Regions from separate parts of the Anas platyrhynchos genome. Here region 1 is linked to region 2. A link is a contact called in public Hi-C data. All regions are on one chromosome and are shown on one strand. Each heading gives the region's core, a stretch centred on a gene start, on an enhancer-like site or on the middle of the called end of the contact. The rest is flanking DNA. Distances are from core to core; before and after follow the strand shown. Region 1 holds the start of REXO1 (RNA exonuclease 1 homolog). Region 2 holds the start of UQCR11 (ubiquinol-cytochrome c reductase, complex III subunit XI).

Region 1 (3,214 bases), core at 381-2,880, 250 kb before region 2:
TTTTGTCAGCTTCTAAGTTGAGTAAACTTGGGGCAAGAATTATAAGGCAGGGAAACAACATTATTCAGTGTGTCTGCATATGCGATGTTCCTGTATGGTCTTCTCTATTAGAGCTGATGTTATATAAAATGAATTCCTTTCTCATAAAAATAAAAATGCTGTCTTTTTTTGGGGGGGGAAGAACAGCTTTCTTTTTTAGTGCTCGTGAGAGGCAGAGAGCTGGCTGGCAGGAGTGTGCGTGGGGATGCTTGGTGTGAGCACTGCCTGGTACCTTGTAAAGCACTTTGTGTTGGTGGCGTGTTTCTGCCCGAGGCAAGCTGCTATCCCCCGGTGTTTCCACCCTCCTGGTTTAAAAAATATGTCTATGCAGTTGTTGTGTTTGTCTGAAGCAGCGCTGAGAGGAGCCCTCAGCCCACATGTGCTTGTGTGACTGTTCCTAATGGGTGCCACTTGCTCCAGCAGCGAGGGATGGGGATTACCAGAAAGGATTCCTTGCTGCCAAAAATAACCAGGTTTGGGGGGCAGAAATCATTTTCTAAATGAACCACCTGTGTTAAACTTTTGGAAAATCCCAACCCTGCGTTTTTTGACTATAACTGAAGAGTCTGAAAGGGAATGAGGTATGCGGTGGTGCACGTGTGCTTCCTTCTGCTGGGAGGAGCTTTAGCGATGCTTTTCGTTTATCATTCAGGTTTTCCAAAGCCCTGGCAGTGCTGGGGCACGGGTCTCTTGCTCAATTCTCCCCGTGCTTTGGGCAGCAGCAGGAGGTGGGTTCCTCCCTCACCTTCAGCACCTGGGTTTGCTCTGCTGGGATATTGGGTGTGGGGGGGTAACATACAGGAAGGATCATTGAAAATAAAAGTTTTTTTGTTTCTTTAAGATGCCTTTGAAACATGAATTCTGTCATCCTTCGTTTGTCCTTCCTTGGGGCCACGAATTCCTCCTGCCACCAGCTGAGGACCTTTCTCCAGCCATCCAGCTGGCTCCCTGCACCTCCCCAGTACTTTCCACCCTGTCTCCTATCCTCGCTTTCACGTGGGACGAGGCTTTCCTGGTTTCCTTGTCTCTGGTTTCCTTGTCCTGGTTTCCTTGTCTCTGAACCGTGGCTCCTGCCTGCACCCGGTGGGATTTCTCCTGGAAATCCCTTCGTTTCTTGCTTCATTTCTTGCTGTTGTCCCAGCCTGGCCTCCTTTGCTGGGGATGCAACGGTCCCAGGGCGGGATGTGGGCAGGCTCCTTCCTCCAACACCTCAAAGCCGAGGCCGTTTTGGGGGCTGTGTGGAGCTGGGATCACCGGGCACAACCCCTGGGACCCCAAAGGACCACCCCAGAACCGCACCGAGCCGCGTCCCAGCGCTCCCTGAGCTGCAGCAGCTCCGTGCCCCAGCACCTCTGGGTTCCGACCCCTTCCCCGTCCTCGCCCTGCCGCTGTCCCCAGCGAGCAGCGCCCCGCTCCCGTCCTGAGGGAGCCGCAGACCCCCACGGCCCCTCAGCGGACAGCCCCCAGCCCTCCCGCTCCCTCCCCGCCTCACGCGGCCCGGCCGCCATTTTCCCCCCGCCCCTTTTCCCGCCGGGGCCCCGCCCGCCATTTCCCGTCCCCTCCCGCTCAGGCGCGCCGCGGGCAGCCCGGTGCTGGCAGCGGCTTCGCGGGGGGGACCTCGCGGGCCGGGCCGCGGCGCTCCCAAGATGGCGGCGGGCCCGGGGCGCTGAGGCGGGAGCGCGGGGCCCGGAGCCCGGAGCCGCCCGGAGCCGCCCGGTGCCGCCATGCTGCGCTCCAGCGGCTACTTCCGCGGCATCGACTGCCCCTTCCTCGGCTCCGGGGGGTCGGGGCCGGCCGGGGGCCCCCCCTGCCGCCGGCCCTACTGCCATTTCCGACACCCCCCGGTGGCGGCGCGCTGCGGAGCCCCCGGTGCGGCCGCCGCCACCGCCGCGTTGGGCCACGGCGCAGGTACGGCCCCGGCCCCCTCCCCGCCTCCCTTCTGCCGGCCCGGGGCCTCCCCGGGGCTCCCGGCCACAAAACTGCGGCGCCCCGGGGGGAGGGGGAGCCCCTGGGGCCGCTCGGTGTGCGGAGAGAAACCGGGGGTGGGTCTCGTGAGGTGAGGTGGGGGGGGGGGGCTCCGCACGGGCCCTGTGGTGAGGGAGCTGGGGGGGGGCTGGGGATGGAGCAGGCTCAGGGGCCCCCCCCCGCTCCCTGGGGGCTGTGGGGAGCTGGGGCCGGGCTCTGCCCGCAGCAGAGGGAACGGCCTCGAGGGGGGCCCGGCTGGGAGCGGGGACACATCGACAGAGCCCGGGGAGCTGCTGGAGTCACCGGCACGGGGGGTGCTCGAGGAGGGGCTGGGCCTGGTGCTTGGGGACACGGCGCGGGGGTTGGAGCAGGTGCGGTTGGGGACCTTTTCCAACCGTAATGATTCCATGATCCTTGGAGCCCAGGGCTTCGATCTCCTCTGTGTGTATGGGAGGGTGCAAGAGGATGGAGCCGGGCTCTGCGGGTTGTGCCCGGTGACAGGACGGGAGGCAGCGGGCACAAACTGAAGCATGGGAGGGGGACAGAGGGCTGGGACAGGCTGCCCAGAGCGGCTGTGCTGGAGGCTCCTGCTCTGGAGATAGCCAAACCCCACCTGGGTGCCGTCCTGCGTGATGTGCTCTGGGTGCTCTGGCCTGGCTGATCCTCAGAGGCCCCCCTCCAGCCTCAGCCGTGCTGTGATTCTGAGCCCCCTGCTCTGGAGAAGGCTGTGATCATCGAGGATCCCTTCCAACCCAAACCATCCCCTGGTCACCGGCAGGATCCTGCAGGCACCTCCTGACCCACGGGCGGTGGGGAGCAGCTTCCTGCAATAACCGATCGCCCCAGGACAGCCTCCTCCTGTCGCCAGGCTGCTGGAGGACAGCTCTGTGCTCAGCCCTTTCCCTGTGCCCCCAGGCAGCCAAACTCACACAGCAGCGAGCTGTGAGCTGTCGGGGCAGCCTTCTGACCTGCTGTGCTGTCCGTGGGCCTGGAGGTGATGCAGGAGCCGCGCCAGCAGCTGCTGGTCCTGCCGGTGGGGCTGCGGGAAGCCCCAGCAGGACTTCAGCGAGGCGTGGAGCAACGCCAGCTCTCTCAAAAAGAAGCTTGGCTACGGGAAAGATCGCTGCTGTTCTGCTTGGTTCTTCCAGCAGCTCTCGTCATTTTACTTAGTCATTATTTGCTGGGCTGCTTATTGTACTGGCAGAGGAAA
Region 2 (2,976 bases), core at 411-2,910:
CAGCCAGCAGATCCCCTTGTGCAGCACTTGAACTGTAGATGACAGTAAAATACCTTGGAATAAGATAATACTGCTGTTGTTTTAACCAGGAAATTGGTAGTATTATTGCGTCTTCCAGTGTCTGCCAGGACTGTGGAAAAGCAGGAGGAAATGCCCTCAGAATTGCCTTGAAAGCCCCACGGCTTTTCTGAAGATACACGTTGAGATGTTTTTCATTGCTTCTAAAGTTTGGAGTTATTTCGCTTTTTTTTTTTTTTTTTTGGTCATCTAGGAAACTCTCATTGCAAATTGAAAGCCGAGACTGTCCTGCATTTGCATGACTTCAAGACACAGTTGAAATGTCATTAAAAAAGCCAAACCTGTGCAGAGCCTGCCCACCAGGCTCACTCCCCCTCCATACCCACAGCGGCGGTGGCAAAGGCACTGGTTTCCTGCAGGAACACACACCATGCAGCGCCGTCTGACTTCCTCATGCACCAGCTGGTGCGTGGGCAACGGAGAAAAAACTCACAGAAATGAACCCAAAAGCCTGCACGGTTCAGTAACCTGCATCGCCCCGCTGGTATCTAGGCAGAGAAAAACTCAAACCGTCAAAATGTGGTGGTGAAGTTGATCATGCAAAGAGCTGATAAAATAGTTGTTCTGTGTCCCGGTGAGAAGGAAAAAAAAAAAATAAAAAAACAGGCTGGATTTTTGCAAGAGATTCAGCTCTGTGGGTCTGGGCTCTGTGAAACTTGCACATGCAGCGCAGGGTGTGAAGGGAGGTGCTGGCTGCTGGCATCACTCCTGGACACTGGCGCGGATGGGGTTTGCAGCCCCAAGGCTGAGTCATCGGGCTCCAGTGTCCCCCTAGACTTTTTGGGACCTGCAGATTACCAAGAAGCTGAGCTGGCTTTGGGGAGTCTGAGGAACTTTATGAAACCGTTGGTGGATTTAGGGATGTTTTATGAAAAAAAATCTGGCTCCAAACTCCCTCTCCTGAGTGACAGCAGCAAGGAGGGTTTGCAGAGGCACAGGCAGGCGCTGGAGAAATGGCTCTGGGCAGATGCCAGCCTCCCCCAGCACCAAGGGCGAGAAGCTGAGCTGGGGACAGCCTGGGGACAGCACCGGATCCCCAGCAGTCACATTCCTGCTCCAGCATGGGGACAGGGGGCTCACCCCACATCTCTGCCTTGTCCAGGGGCAGAACCAGCCCCTCAGGGCTTGTCACCCCTTTCCCTTGGGGTGACAGGGACAGTCCCCTCAGGGCTCTCTGTTGTAGGGACGGGGACATGCCCTGAGGGCTTGTGTCCCTTGCCCTGTGTGGGGTCAGGGCCAGTCCCTGCCAGTGTCACCGTCCCTGGGGGTGTTTTGGGGGCTGGACATGGTGCTTGGGGACACGGCTCAGGGGGTGACAGCGGTGACAGGGGGACAGTTGGACCAGGTGATCTTGGAGGTGTTTCCCAACCCTAACGATGATTTATGGCTCTGCCCCCCCGTGTCCCTGCCCTGCTATGGGGCCAGGCCCCGTCCCCTCACCCCCCCCCATCATGGGCACGGAGCCCCGTTGCCATGACAACACCGCCGCGCTCAGGCAGCGCCGCGGGCAGCCCCGGGGGGGGGCCGGGGGCCTTCCTCTGCGCGGCGCGGGGCGGCGGCGCATGCGCGGGGCGAGGGTGACATTGAGGCGGCGCCATGTTGAGCAGGGTGCTGGGGCCGCGCTACGCGCAGCTGCTGCAGAACTGGTGAGGGGCGGGGGGCTGGGGGGGCCTGGGGGGGTTATGGGGCCCTGGGGGGGGGGTTATGGGGCCCTGGGGGGCTTATGGGGTCCTGGGGGGCCGCAGCCGGCCCTCAGCTCCCCCTCTGGGCCCTGTTCCCCTCCCCTCAGGGAGCTTTGGGGCGCCCCCGCCCCGCTGGGGGCTGCTGCAGGAGCCGGGGGAACCCTGAGGGGCGCTGGGGGTGCTCAGGGAGAGAGAAGGGTCCCGGGAGACCTGAGAGCGGGCTGTGGGGCCTGCAGGAAAGCTGGGAGGGACTTCTTGTCGGGGGGGCGGTGATAGGACGAGGAGTAATGGCTTTAAGACCCAGGTCCCTCAGCCTTTCCTCACAGAGGAGATGCTCCAGGCCCCGTATCATCTTTGTAGCCCTTTGCTGGTCTCTTTGCAGGAGATCCCTGTCTTTTTTTGTACTGGGGAGCCCAGAACTGGAACTGGGAAAGCTGGGGAGGGGCTCTTTGTCGGGGAGGGCAGTGACAGAACAAGGGGCAATGGCTTTAAGCTATAAGAGAGTAGGTTTAAATTCAATATTAGGAGGAAATTCTTCCCTCTGAGGGCGGTGAGGCCCTGGCTGAGGCTGCCCCGAGGAGCTGTGGGTGCCCCATCCCTGGCAGTGCCCAAGGCCAGGCTGGATGGGGCTGGGGGCAGCCTGGGCTGCTGGGGGGGTCGTGCCCATGGCAGGGGTGGGATGGGGTGGGCTTTGAGGTCCCTTCCAACTCAAACCTCTCCATGGTTCTCTCTTGGTTCGGGTGGGGTTTGCAGCACTGAGAAGTGGCTGTTGAGGTTAGATTTTATCCTACCATGGTTTGACAGCCGTGTGTGTGGCCTGCGTGTTGTCCTGGCTCACCTCAGAGCATTTCAGAGGTGCTTGCTGCAGCACTTGAGGTTGCCAGTTCATGGCGAGGAAGGATGTGGTAGCCACAGGCAAGAATAAAGGAGACACGAGCTGGAGAGTTAGGGTAATAAGCCAGTCCGTATGCATTTTCTAAACTTAGTAGCACCTCTCTTAAATAAAAGCATATCAACCTTTTCCCGTAAAACATCTTGGTTATCTTGGAAATCAGCTCCTTTGTGCACGGGATTCTCTCCAAATTTCTGTCAAGCTGCTTTCTTGATTAAAATGAGTTTCCCGGGTACCTCAGGGTGAGTGTCTGCCAGCCCTCTGACTGGAGGCTTGGTTGTTTACCCGTGTGTTGTGTGTCTGCCTCTCTTCTTTAGGACTCCC

Evidence for each region. A called contact is a pair of places that touch in the nucleus more often than the background predicts.
Region 1: a contact with region 2 is called in a Hi-C map of subcutaneous adipose tissue, with 2.6 times the contacts expected there. The contact joins the promoter of REXO1 here to the promoter of UQCR11 in region 2. A contact is called at or near these places in 4 of 8 Hi-C or Micro-C datasets (liver, skeletal muscle and subcutaneous adipose tissue).

Annotation. Positions count from the first base shown.
Region 1 is chr29:4,818,710-4,821,923 of IASCAAS_PekinDuck_T2T, reverse strand. REXO1 (RNA exonuclease 1 homolog) reads left to right here and starts at 1,630. Exons shown (of 15, transcript XM_027471803.3): 1 at 1,630-1,947. The coding sequence starts at 1,764.
Region 2 is chr29:4,571,837-4,574,812 of IASCAAS_PekinDuck_T2T, reverse strand. It overlaps UQCR11 (ubiquinol-cytochrome c reductase, complex III subunit XI), which reads left to right and starts at 1,660. Exons shown (of 3, transcript XM_027472193.3): 1 at 1,660-1,724; 2 at 2,970-2,976. The coding sequence starts at 1,675.